Linked DNA regions of Zea mays: regions 1 and 3 are each linked to region 2. A link is a contact called in public Hi-C data. All regions are on one chromosome and are shown on one strand. The core of a region is the stretch at or near the end of the contact, and the rest is flanking DNA. Distances in the headings are between cores, read along the strand shown. Region 1 has its middle 7.2 kb from the start of LOC103648539. Region 2 holds the start of LOC103646263 (probable folate-biopterin transporter 2). Region 3 holds the start of LOC111365147.

Region 1 (3,995 bases), core at 1,365-3,864, 200 kb after region 2:
GAAATACTAAACTAGGGCTAAACTAGAACTACTCCTAATGCGTAAGGTAAAAACGAGAAATAGATTGATTTGATCGATTGTTGGGAGGTTCAATCGGCCGTAGCCCTTCATCTATATAAAGGGGAGGTTTGGATCCGCTTCGAACTGATTTCCGAGTCAATCACACGGTTTTAGGTAACAAATCCCGCGAAAAATTAGGAATCCTAACTGTCTCTGTGCACACGCGGACCGTCCGCGCCACCACCGCGGACAGTCCGAACCGCGGACCGTCCGGCCTCAGGGTCGGACCGTCCGCGAGGCCTTTTTTGGCTCTCAACGGTTGGGAATGAATAATAAATTTGACACAGGGATTAGGATTCAGGAGCCATGGTGTGAATGCAACATGGCAGTCAAAACTCCTATAAATTATTGTTTCCGGAGTACTACGACTCTATACCCTGGTTGTATACATGCAAAAAGTTATTTTATAATATATCGGAAAAATGAAAAAAAAGTGTTGCTAGCATTCTTCCACCTGACAGGTCATGCAACATGGTTTATGTGCCTAGATGAGAGAACTGCTTCATGGCCCTTTTCCTCAAACTGCTAAATGTTTCAAACTTTTGCCAAGAAATAACTCTCATTTTCGTCCCCAGGCCCTCTCCTGCTTTCATTCAGATTCAGATTCTCTCTACTGTATACGTCACCAGACTCTCTCTACTCTCTCCTTTCATTCAGATTCAGAATCATAAACGGGCCCAGACATTTGAGATTGGGTATTCAAAAATTCAAAAGATTAAAGAATTTTAGTGTTCTAACGCTATTTTATGTAATACATTATTGACAAATTAGTGATCTAACACTATAGATCACCAAAAACATGGGTATTCAATGAATACCCATGAAACCCCCCTGGGCCCGCCCATGTTCAGAATGTTCGTTCATTTGGACTGCCAGACTCTGCTCTCTGCTGTGAATGATGAATCGAATACAAGATAGCGATAAATAAATCAAAATTGATTTGGATTTAAGTCAAGATTCCTCAATCCGCTTTGAGATTAACTTCTCATAAAAGCACTTGTGCAAGCAGCGAATGATAAACCCCCATATTTTTTTAGCTTTAGAAAACCTTGAAAGTGAGTGACTAAAAGACAAGAACGAGCCTTTTGGTAGTTTGTTGAAATATTGTATACTTAAATTACCCTTTACAGAAACACAAGATACAAGCAGGACCTGAAGTAGTCTGAAGATCAGGTTCCATATAGCGTCCAATCCTAAACTGACACCAATTGTAATTGCAAGCACCTCAAGCAAAAGCTACTCTCATGCTACATAACAAGAGAAAAAAATGATCTATAATTATTGCTGTAACTGAACTTACAAACATCTAGAAAATGATAGTAGTTACGTAATATTTGTTAAAAACATTACTGAAACTTACATCCCATGTAAAAAAGCAAAGTCACATCAACAGCTGTATGTCTTGAGTTTGTTACCTGAATTTTTTTTTCGTAATTGATAATAATCTGACAAGGTTCACATTACTATAGGATACTAAATGATATGTGGTAAAATTACTCCCTTACATTCAATCTGAAGACCAAAACAAACATGGAAGGTAAACATAACCGATAGGTAATAATAGTATTAACAACGTTTGATACAAAAAGTAGAATCTATTGCGATCAATCTTCTTCGCTGTAATTTTCAAGGTAATAATATGTCCAAATGGATAACATCAGAATTCTCATTGACCAAAAACCATCATGTTCTGATCATCCAATGAAATGATCATGACCTTCGAAAGAAATCACACATTGATCAAGGCATACTCTCCTTCCAAACAAATAATTCTCTGTCCATGCTTTGATGTTATGGATTGTCTTGCCTGAGTCCTGATGCTCCTCGTGACTTTGTTGATGGAAGCTAATAATCCTTTTCATGATTTTTTTTTATCAATGGCACCAGTTAGACTTGACCAAAATAGGACAATTGCAGGCCAACCTTCCTTTCGCCTCCTGTGGTGTCTCTCCCTGGTTCTGCCCACACCGGCCATACGGACGCAAACATCAGAATTCTCATTGACCAAAAACCATCATGTTCTGATCATCCAATGAAATGATAATGACCTTCGAAAGAAATCACACATTGTTCAAGGCATACTCTCCTTCCAAACAAATGATTCTCTGTGCTTGCTATGATGTTATGGATTGCCTTGTCTGAGTCCTGATGCTCCTCGTGACTTTGCTGATGGAAGCTAATAATCCTTTTCACGATTTTTTGTATCAATGACACAAACAAAATAGGACCTATTGCAAGCTGACCCCCGTTTCGCCTACTATGGTGTCTCTCCCTGGTTCTGCCCACCCCGGCCATACGGACTTGTCTTGTCTGAGTCCTGATGCTCCTCGTGACTTTGCTGATGGAAGCTAATAATCCTTTTCATGATTTTTTGTATCAACGGCACAAACAAAATAGGACCAATTGCAGGCCGACCCTCCCTTTTGCCTCCTGTGGTGTCTCTCCTGGTTCTGCCCACCTCGGCCATACGGAAGCTGACAGGTAGGACCCCATGTCAGTGTCTATCTTCGTGTGTCGCTGTCTCGTCACCTCACTCTGGCCTGCCACCCTGTCCAGTGGACCCAAGAGCATTTAACAAAAAATAGGGCATGTGGGACGCAGCGACCAGCCCAAGCCTCTGCCCAGTGGACCCATGCCACAAATGAGTTCACATTCGTATGGCCGCACGAATGCTTATAAGCCACTCTCTGCATGCATGTTTCACTTGCTAGTATGGTACTACATCACAGTCGTAAATACTACACCACAACAGCGCTGGCGTCCTGGGCTCGATGCTTGTGTGACCCATATTCCAGCGCCATCATCCTGTGCTCAATGTTTGGGGCCTCAATATTTGGTGTGGCCCAGATATCACACAACAGGGGTCATCCTCTTTTTCGGCAACCTTCGCCTCCACATCGGTCGCAACATAAACGGATGTTGAGCTAATCAGCTTCACTCCTGCGATCTCACTCTCCACGACCTCCACTTTTCCAGCTCCAGCGCACATCTGATGGAGTTAAATGGTGCCTTCTCCTTCCCCTCCCACACTTTGCTAACGTGAGAACCGAAGGAGTTGAAGTCGAAGAGAGTCGGAGGACCTCGGTGTCCGCAACTCAAGGGCAATTGACTTCATCAGCACCCCTTCCTCCATCGGAAGTCGGAGGACCTCGCCGTCCGTAACCTTCCCTCCTCCTCAAAGGGCAACTGACTTCACCAGAACCCCTTCCTCCATTGGCGTGGTGTCGGCGACTTCACATATGGGCCATCTCGGTCGAGAGAAATTTGAAAAAATAGGTCATACTAAGATGATGCTATCGGGTGACTTGCCTTCGTCAAAATACCCAACATGGTGATTAAGGGGTGCGTTTGGTTGGAGAGTCAAATAGAATAGAATAGCTCCATTCCAGTATTTGAGAATAGAGCCATTCTATTATGCGTTTGGCAAGAAAAACAAAGCCGCTCTATTTTTTGTTTGGTTGAAGAGTAGAATAGATTGGACATTGGAGCCGCTCCGTTCATTGTTTGGTTGGAGAGTCATATGAGTGTGGAGTGGAAAAGAGTGAGAAGAGCGCTCGCGTCCGCGAGAGCGTTCGCGTCCGGTCATTTTGTTGAAGCGAGATCATCCCAAATATTTGCCATATATAGACTCTAGGAACCGTTCTACTATACTCTGTTGAAAACCAAACATCAAAAAAATAAGAATAGAACCGTTCTTTCCCTCGGCTCCTTAACCAAACATACCTTAAGTCACTTGATAAGCGGGTTCTATACCCTTTTGACTGAAATGCCCTCTCCCTTCCCTTAGTGGCATGTCTGACTTAGCCGTAGGCGATGGCGGGCGGCGACCGTCGGTCACGGTGGCACGCTCTAGGGACTACACGTGGGTCGGTGGAGATGCGCACGTTTGCGTCGCTTCAAGGTCGCATCATCTCCGGCTCAATGTTCACGGGGCA
Region 2 (4,195 bases), core at 1,607-4,106:
TGGGATCGGCGATAGGAGACAATGACACAGGGGAGTTTGGTCCACCAGCGACAGGAGCCGCTAGTGTGGTAGAGCGGTCCATACTTTGACTTTTTTCAATCTAATCAAACATACCTCAGTTTTAAGCAATAATGTGGTACGAGATCACTGTAGTATTATATCATACATAATTGCAAATTGTTGTATTTTAAAACTACAGTATATACCAAATAGGCCCTTAGTGTAACGCCATCCAGGATTTGGGCCAAATCACTTAACTTTTGGACTTAAGTCAGATGATTTGTCATTTTATTTAGTCCAAAATCCAAATGGAGCCAGAGTTTTGGGGGGTGATAAGTTTATGAAGGGTTGGCCTAAACCTTAGTGATGTGGCAAGTGTTGGGAGGGTGTTAATTTTGTTAAGTCATCATTTGGGAGGTGTCAAATGGAGTATTTGGTATGGGGCAACTAACAATTCCTAAAATTCGTTGTTGTGCTTTGGGCCTGTTTGGTTCAGCTTTTTTCTAACAAGAGATTCTGGCCATGAGAAGAATCTCATTGTGGGGAGCATCTAATTATTGTGGGGATTACGTACGGAGGAAGATGATTATCTACAGGACTAAGATCTAGAAATTGGCGAATTTCTATTATTGCTATGACTTGGCCACGTCTGTGTTCTATTGACTAAGACAGTTTTCACTAAAGCGATACTTAAGCAGATTGACGTTGACAGTGAACAAGTCAACTCTGAGCTCGGATTTGCGTAGAGTGGAGATAGCACTTGCCTTTTGCGGAATTTGTGCCTGTGGTCGGCTACCCATACCATTTTTTGTCATAAAATCTTTTCAATGCCATCTAAACTTATACCAATCTCTTTAATGTCATCAGAATTTATAGCTCCCTTCAATATCATCGAATTTAAATTTTAATCCCTTTAATACCATCACAGTTAGTTTCATTTAAAACAAATCCCTCCAATGCTATCAAAATCTATATTGATCTCTTCAATGCCACTAGAAATTGGTTCGATCTATTTGGGTTAAAAATTCAAGAAAAAATAGAAGTGAAGGGATTTTCTCGCTGAAAATATGGCCTTGAAGGAATTTTCTCGCTAGTATATTTGAAAAACTGATCCAAGTGTTATGGGTTTACATGCTCTAACTACTATACGATTGTATTATTAAACTTGATCTTATGCGTGAAAAGGAGCCAGCAAAGCATCTTGTTTGGAAGTGTACTAAACAAACAAATAAATTTTGAGAGTTATTTAGATATTTGTATAATGAACAACATATACGTGTGACATATAAAATTTTGTTTGGAGGAGTGCAACTTCAAGAGACTCTTCATATTCTTCGTAATTGATATGAATAGAGATTTTAAATATTTTTAAAAATTTCAGTCTATATTTTTAGAACCTAGAAAATTGTGGTTATTACCGATTCGATCTATTCGGGATTTCATAATTTTTTTTCCAAAATTATTAGGAAGCAAATAAATTGAACTAATATATCAGAGTAATTCTGGGGTTTTAAAAAGTATGGGCTGAATTTTGGTCTATATTTTCTTATTCTGGAATTTTTAAAACTCGAATAGATCGGACCAATTTCTAGTAATATTGAAGGGATCGGTATAAATATTGATGCATTGGAGGATTTTGCTTTAAATGGAATTAACGGCGTTAACTTTAAACTAACAGTGATGATATTTAAAAGATTAAAATTTAAATTTAATGATATTAAAGATAATCTATAAAATCTAATGGCATTAAAAAGATTGATATAATTTTGGATGACAGAATTTTCTCATTTTTCGTATCTCACCAAACGGTTGCGGCCTCGCAGGCTCGCAGATTCCAGTCATCCAGTGGTTTCTCTCTAGATCCGCAAGTAAACCTGAGAAGGAATCACTCCTGACAAGGTGCTCAAATGGAGCACCGGGAAGACGCCCCCCTCCAACTCCAAGAAACAGGCCGCGGTGACCGTGGCAAATGTTGGGCCTGTTTGGTTCGGCTTTTTTCTGAATAGCTTTTCTGAAAAGCTGACTGTAGGGAAAAGCTGGCTCTGAGGAAAAGCTGGTGGTTAGAATTTAGGTGTTTGGTTCGCCTACTGTGGAGAAAAGCTGTTGTTTAGAATCTAAGTATTTGGATACAGAGATTCTCAGATTGCAGATTCTGTTTGAACAAACAATACACATAAACACCGAACCAACAAAAGGTCATTAAATGCTAATTAGTAGAGTTCATTACAACATAACCAGGGTTACATTAACATATTAATAGCACAATTTAAGCAACCAACTGATGGAAATTGCATAAGAATCAATACCTTCTTTCTGCAGAACTCAAACAGCCGGCTGAGATATCGTGCACACTGCTTGAATGTTGCAACCATGGACTTCTCCTTTACTGTCCGCTTCTCTAGCTCAGTCATCTCATCCAATTCCTGGTTCCACTCATTAAGCAGCTTCTTAAAGAACACCAAGATCTTGTCTTCGTTGCAAAGCTCCTCAAACTTGGTCGTCATCCTCTTGGAGTCCTTGTCTGTCAGCATCATCGCCGCTCCCCTTGGCATCTCCGTCATCTGCACTGCCTCCGGCAGCACCCCCGTCTCCACCATCAACACGAGCTTGAAGCGCCGGACTTGAGCACGAGCTTCAAGCGCGCGAGGCGGGCGTCGTCGTCCTCCCCGAACAGCGTGACGGGCTCGCGCAACACGCGGAGGCGCCGCACCACCTCGTGCTGTGGGAGGTCGAGCTCGTCGATGCGACGCTCGTCGTAACCGGTAGCTGCTGCGGTGCGTGCGGGAGTGTGGGGGTACAACACGTCGGGGCGAATTCAGGTGGTGCTGAGCAGGGCTCGTCGACGGTGCTGCAGCTCGGCAGGGCTGTGCTGCGCGCACATGCACGGTAGCACGGAACGTGGCTCGGTCGCAGCTCACCTCGCCGGGGCTGAGGACGGGCTGGCCGGAGAGCGGCTAGGCGCGACGGGGCTCGCGTCGACCAAGGGAGTGGAGAGCGGTGCACGCCATGGACGGCATTTGGGGAGGGAAAGGGCAGCACGACATGGAAGAAAAGGGAGAAGAGACTTGCCGAGCGGGAGAAGCGGTTTGGGAAGAGGAAAATCGACTTGTTTGCCGCTTCTTGCCGGCCGTAGGAACAGCCGCGTCGGGGCGAAGCGCTTGCGGGAGAAGCCTCCCAGAAGTTGTGTTTGGTTCAGCTTCCGGCTTCTGGCGGCCAGAATCTCCCCAGAAGCTGAACCAAACAGGGGCGTTGTGTCGCGTTTCCCTGCGGGTGGCTGGGGCGGCTGTCCCGCGAGCTGCACTGGACCTTCGTGCTCGCGGTCGCCGCCGTCTACGGTCTACGGCGCCTGTCAAGGCGTCGGCAACGCCATCGGCGGAGTCGCCGCGGGGTACTACTGGAAGGACGTGCAGCGCGTGCAGCCTTCGGTGGCCCAGTTCTACCAAGGCGTCACGGACGCGCCGTGGATCGTCAAACCCATCTGGGGCCTGCTCACCGACGTCGTCCCCGTGGCCGGGTTCCGCCGCCGCCCATACTTCGTTCTCGCAGGTCAAATATCATATCTTTCTTGGTTCCAGCAGATAGCTAGTTAAAGCCAGCGCGACATGTCTCTTTGTCTTACAATAATGCAGGCGTGATTGGCGTGTCATCTATGCTGATGTTTTCCCTAAACCACGAGCTGGGGATTATGCCGGCGTTGCTGATGCTGACGGCGCAGAGTGCGGGCGCCGCTGTAGGCGACGTGACAGTGGACGCTCTGGTTGCTCAGAACAGCATCACGCACCCGCCCCTTGCTGCTGATATGCAAAGCTTGTGTGGGTTTAGCTCCTCTATTGGAGCGCTGCTTGGATTCTCCCTAAGTGGCTTGCTTGTGCACTCAATGGGCTCCCAGGTATGACATTTCTGGTTGATGAGCGCCTTCTGGTTGGTTTCCATACAATCCAGAATATGCAATGTGACAACTAATTTACTACGAATGTCTGCTGCAATCATATTTATTTTTTGACTACTATGCCCTATTGTATGATAAATATATTTTGACATGTTATTCAGGGGGCTCTTGGTCTGTTGAGTATCCCCTCTGCACTGGTGTTATTAGCTGGCATTCTGCTGAAGGAGAACCGTGGTACAGAATTTGATTACATGCAGGTCAGAACCAACATTTCTGTTTTTGAATCGTTCAATTCATCTAAGGTCC
Region 3 (4,264 bases), core at 1,363-3,862, 220 kb before region 2:
GTTATTGCATAGGTTTAAGTAAAACTATTAAAAAAACTATGCACATGATATGTGGGGCTGTTGTTGCTGTATAGAATTACTGTTTAAGTTTAGGAGTAATTAAAAAATACACATAGTCAAGTGTCCTAAATCACTGCCCCCACTCGCCACTGAATTTTTTCGACTACAACACAACTAAATTTTCCGTAACTATTGCACTTGCACATAGGAGAGTCGTCACCATTCCTGTACTTGTAGTTTTTTTTTTTTTGAAACAACTCAACTAGCATTCTTTCTCTACAGCACTGCAGAAATATGATTCTAGATCAAATTAATTAAAAAAAATCTCACCGGCCCAAACGACTTGATTATTTCTCAAATTTCTGCGCAAGGATTGCACGGTCAGACCTCCTCCCCTCTACGTGACAGTGTTACGGAAGCCACAGGTAACTGAAGGAACAACATACGTCTTATAGTCGGGATTGCAATAGTAATCAGGACTACCAAACTCCCTGATTAATACCCCTAACTTATGAGATTATATAAATTGATTGTCATAAACGGTAACAAACAGGGTCTATATTGCATGGCCTTTAAGAGTGGCTGCCATATGGGTCCAATTGTCAGCAACTGTTAAGGTCTCCACAGTATCCTAGCGCCCTTATTGTCCACTAGTTCGGACGGTCTGGACAACCACACCCACCAAATCTCTTTTAACAGGCAACCGGCCCAACTAATCAAGATTTGTCGAACGACTTGCAATTATTAATATTGCTTTTTCCACTTCCTGATTTCATGTCATTGTATAAGAATTTATTACAACACAAAAAAAACAGCAGGTATGTTACAGACAGGTCCACAAATCATAAACGAAATTGCACGTATGGAGAAGGGGTGCACTGCCAATTTTATAACATGTAGCAGCCCTGTCATCCTTAGTGATGATCATGCACTTCCTCCTTTTTAGGTTTTGTTACCTGAAAGAGAAAGTGCAACGTAAGAAAATTGAATTGGACGGTTCAGTGCAGCAAATAGGGAATGAAGCAACAAATAAACTTGAGATGCACTTGTTACAAGAGTGCAGCTAGGCTTCTTACTAAAAACGACCACGGTTCAAATAGGGAATGAGGCAAACATGATCTTTCACAAACACAAAGCGGCATGCAAGTTAAACTGTAACCAGGCCCAAAGTTGAAACAACAGCAGAACAAGCTCAGTATACTGGTTCCATAAGCTTGCATAGAAAAAGTCAATGGTAGCAGCATCTACTAAAGTCTGAATATAACAAATTCAATCAAAATCAGTAACTAGTATAGATCACAGTGCTAAATTTAAAGGTAGGAGCAACCAGCACAAATAAATTAGTGAATTGTGAATGTGTATGTCAACCAGTTTAAAAGGACCAGTACAAAGATCTACACTATGCTGGAAACTATGAAGAACCAACACAGCCATCTATTAGAGAAGAGGGGTGCAAGAGTGATAGACCAAACAAAGTAAGCTTTTATCAGAAGACCATTAACATCACCAAAATTCTCCTTCTACTTTTGCACGAATAATCTGGAAAAAAGACGCTGACAGTTTCATATATCAAGACTTACGAACAAAACAAAACCGACCATCATCATTTATCATTTAGAATAAGTATGACTTGCTTTTTACAGTTACCAGAGTTTTCACCAATCACAACAAAAGAATTTATAACATAAATTTAAGCCCATTCATTCAGTGTGCCTACTGTTTCAAGGGCTGGCAAAATATGAAATCATATCTAGCAGGAAATATGCACTCATCGGAAAAGAATGGCTTTCATACAATACCAACAAAAAAAGTATTATACCTAACATGTTTTTGGGGAACTTCCAGGATGTGAAAACTCAGGAGCAAATATATAAACTCATCTTCAAGTAAGAAGAATGTCATTGTAGACGTGTAGTGCCCACAAACATGCAGAGGAGACAAATCAGGGCAAAACAGTTTGTCGCAGCCATAAACTAACAAGCAGCTATACAACAGCCTCAATTGGTTGATGAACTATTCTAAACAAATTATTTCCGCGATGCCAAGCATCAGCTCGTTGTTAATTTAAACTCAACTACTCATACCGACATAAATTACCCATCAGTCTATGACTATCCAGACGAGTGAGGCTCGAAACTGTTCCAGTAAGGGCATCAACGTAGGAAAAGGTTAATTTCACGGCATTCCGTCGAATCCTCACATCATAAAATCCTTAGCCGATTCCTGAACCATGCTAAAGCGTTGCGGAATTCGAACCATCTAAAAAACCTCCGCTACCAGGTTGAGTCAGTCAATTCACAAGATGACGTACCTTTAGGATTGAGAGCTTGATGCTCCCGTAGACGACACCGACGCCAAAGGCCGACGCCCTCGCCACCTGCAGAGACAAGACGAGGAAGCGCGATGAGGGATTCAGATCCGATCCGGAAGCAACCAGGACAGAATCATCTGGGAGAACAGGTACTTACAAGGGCGAGGGTGCTGACGCCAGAGTAGGGGCCTGGAGTGAACGGCATGGCGACGGCGGTGCGAGGAAGCTGGATCTGAGTCGGCGAGGGTTTGGAGTAGGGAGAGGCAAGGGCTTGCGTCGTCTTTGACGCAGGGGAGAAGACAGAAGAGGAGGATCGGTGGGCTGGGCCTTATATGGCCCATTGACGAGAACACGGAGGCGGAGTTCTCCTCCTGGACGGCCTGGTGGAGTTATCCTGGTAAGCGGGACCCGCGTGTCACTGAGGGAGATCGAGAAAGGATAACTGATGAGACGATACAAAGTGAATTCACAAACTAAGCTAGTCTCTCCTGACTAAAAATAAAAACTAGTACTCCCTCCGTTTCTTTTTATTAGTCGCTGGATAGTACAATTTTGTACTATCTAGCGACTAATAAAAAGAAACGGAGGGAGTAGTTATTTAAAAACTGAGTTGCTTTCCACACAGAACCTTACCAGCATAACCACGATAGTAACTCCATCTGTCATATAGGACTTTTTGGCTCTCGATCAATCTCCAGGACAGACAACATCACCAAGAGTCTTTCAAAATTTACTGTCATTTGTATAAAAACCAATTTCTATGCCTTTAGGGCAAACAGTTTTTCTAAAGAGTCATTTTTTCTATTTTTAGCTATCCAGAAACCCAGAAAAGAAAATGTCTATATTTGAATAACCATTTAAATAAACCGTTGAAGGACATTTTTTCTAAAATTTTTATTCAAATCAATTAAAAAAATATATAGAGTCTTTTGGAGTTGATCTAATAGTTAGTCAGCTAATAAATTGTTAGCTAAAATGGGTTAGCTAACTATTAACTGAGGCTATTTGAAACCCCTAGCTAATAGGTTAGCTGAACATACTAGTTTTTGTATTGTCTTGGAGTCCTTTTTTACTGTCATCCTTTTTATTTAAAAAGAAATTATTTCCACACTTCAAATACATCACAACTAACATGAATCCGTAAAAAAAATACGGTAGTTGTGCTACATGAACATAACTACCGACAGCTAGGGTGCTGGAAATGTGGGTGACGGATCAATCGGGGCACGGTAAAAAGGATTGCAACGGCTGACCAACCCAGCAGGAGTCATGCGTCGAACCGTGGCGAGGCTAGAGTGAATCAGAAAATGGTGCACATGTTTCAAGGATGCATGGTGATAACATGTAGGTGGTACATATATAGTGAAAATCTGGTTTAAATCACTAGTTTTGCGAATTTCTCTATTTACTACGTAGCTTCACACCTCGTGCCGCAGCAGCGGTGAGGCAACAATGTTTTTGCTAAATAGTGTCATTTTGAGCGAGCGTCGAGTGCAGAGTGGTGACCAAGAACTGTAATAAAAAGATAAAAGGACAATATTGTTTTTGACAAGTTTTAGTTGTACCAATTCAACTAGTAAACTAATTGTTAGTTGGAAATCTAGCTAGCAATTAGGCGAGACTTTAGCTAGATTGTTTGAAACCTCTATAACTAGTTTTAGCCACTAGCAATTATATATATATACACGCATGTTATAAATAGACCTTTCATGTTTCTGTTGCTAATAGAGAGGATATTTGGAGTATCTGCACCAACAGTTTCCTTGTGCACCTGTCTGAGGTGATCCTGGTGTGCAAAGGAGGGAAATGTCAACGTCGTTCCTTACTTCACTCCTACTTCTCCTAGTCCGACACTGGAGGCGGCTTCGACGCCAATGGCTGCTAGGCCTCCGAATAAACGAGCAGGTCAGCCCATCGCAGAACCCGCACATCTTTGGGCCTAAATGGAGTCAC

The links. A called contact is a pair of places that touch in the nucleus more often than the background predicts.
Region 1: a Hi-C map of tassel shows a contact between it and region 2, with 3 times the contacts expected there. The contact joins the enhancer-like site here to the promoter of LOC103646263 in region 2. A contact is called at or near these places in 5 of 25 Hi-C or Micro-C datasets (ear, endosperm, leaf and 1 more).
Region 3: a contact with region 2 is called in a Hi-C map of tassel, with 4 times the contacts expected there. The contact joins the promoter of LOC111365147 here to the promoter of LOC103646263 in region 2. A contact is called at or near these places in 11 of 25 Hi-C or Micro-C datasets (bundle sheath, ear, leaf and 3 more).

Annotation. Positions count from the first base shown.
Region 1 is chr2:33,631,485-33,635,479 of Zm-B73-REFERENCE-NAM-5.0, reverse strand. No RefSeq gene overlaps it. Among protein-coding and RNA genes, the nearest start is that of LOC103648539, 7.2 kb to the right of the region's middle. Within about 2 kb of position 2,614, at least 16 of the 20 cell types and tissues checked have an H3K27ac peak or open chromatin away from gene starts, as enhancers often do. A contact at or near this core is called in ear, leaf and tassel, where this site is marked.
Region 2 is chr2:33,833,472-33,837,666 of Zm-B73-REFERENCE-NAM-5.0, reverse strand. LOC103646263 (probable folate-biopterin transporter 2) reads left to right here and starts at 2,856. Exons shown (of 6, transcript XR_562104.4): 1 at 2,856-3,546; 2 at 3,630-3,889; 3 at 4,051-4,146.
Region 3 is chr2:34,048,552-34,052,815 of Zm-B73-REFERENCE-NAM-5.0, reverse strand. LOC111365147 reads right to left here and starts at 2,612. Exons shown (of 3, transcript NM_001357858.1): 1 at 2,469-2,612; 2 at 2,312-2,377; 3 at 714-956. The coding sequence starts at 2,516. The coding sequence ends at 915.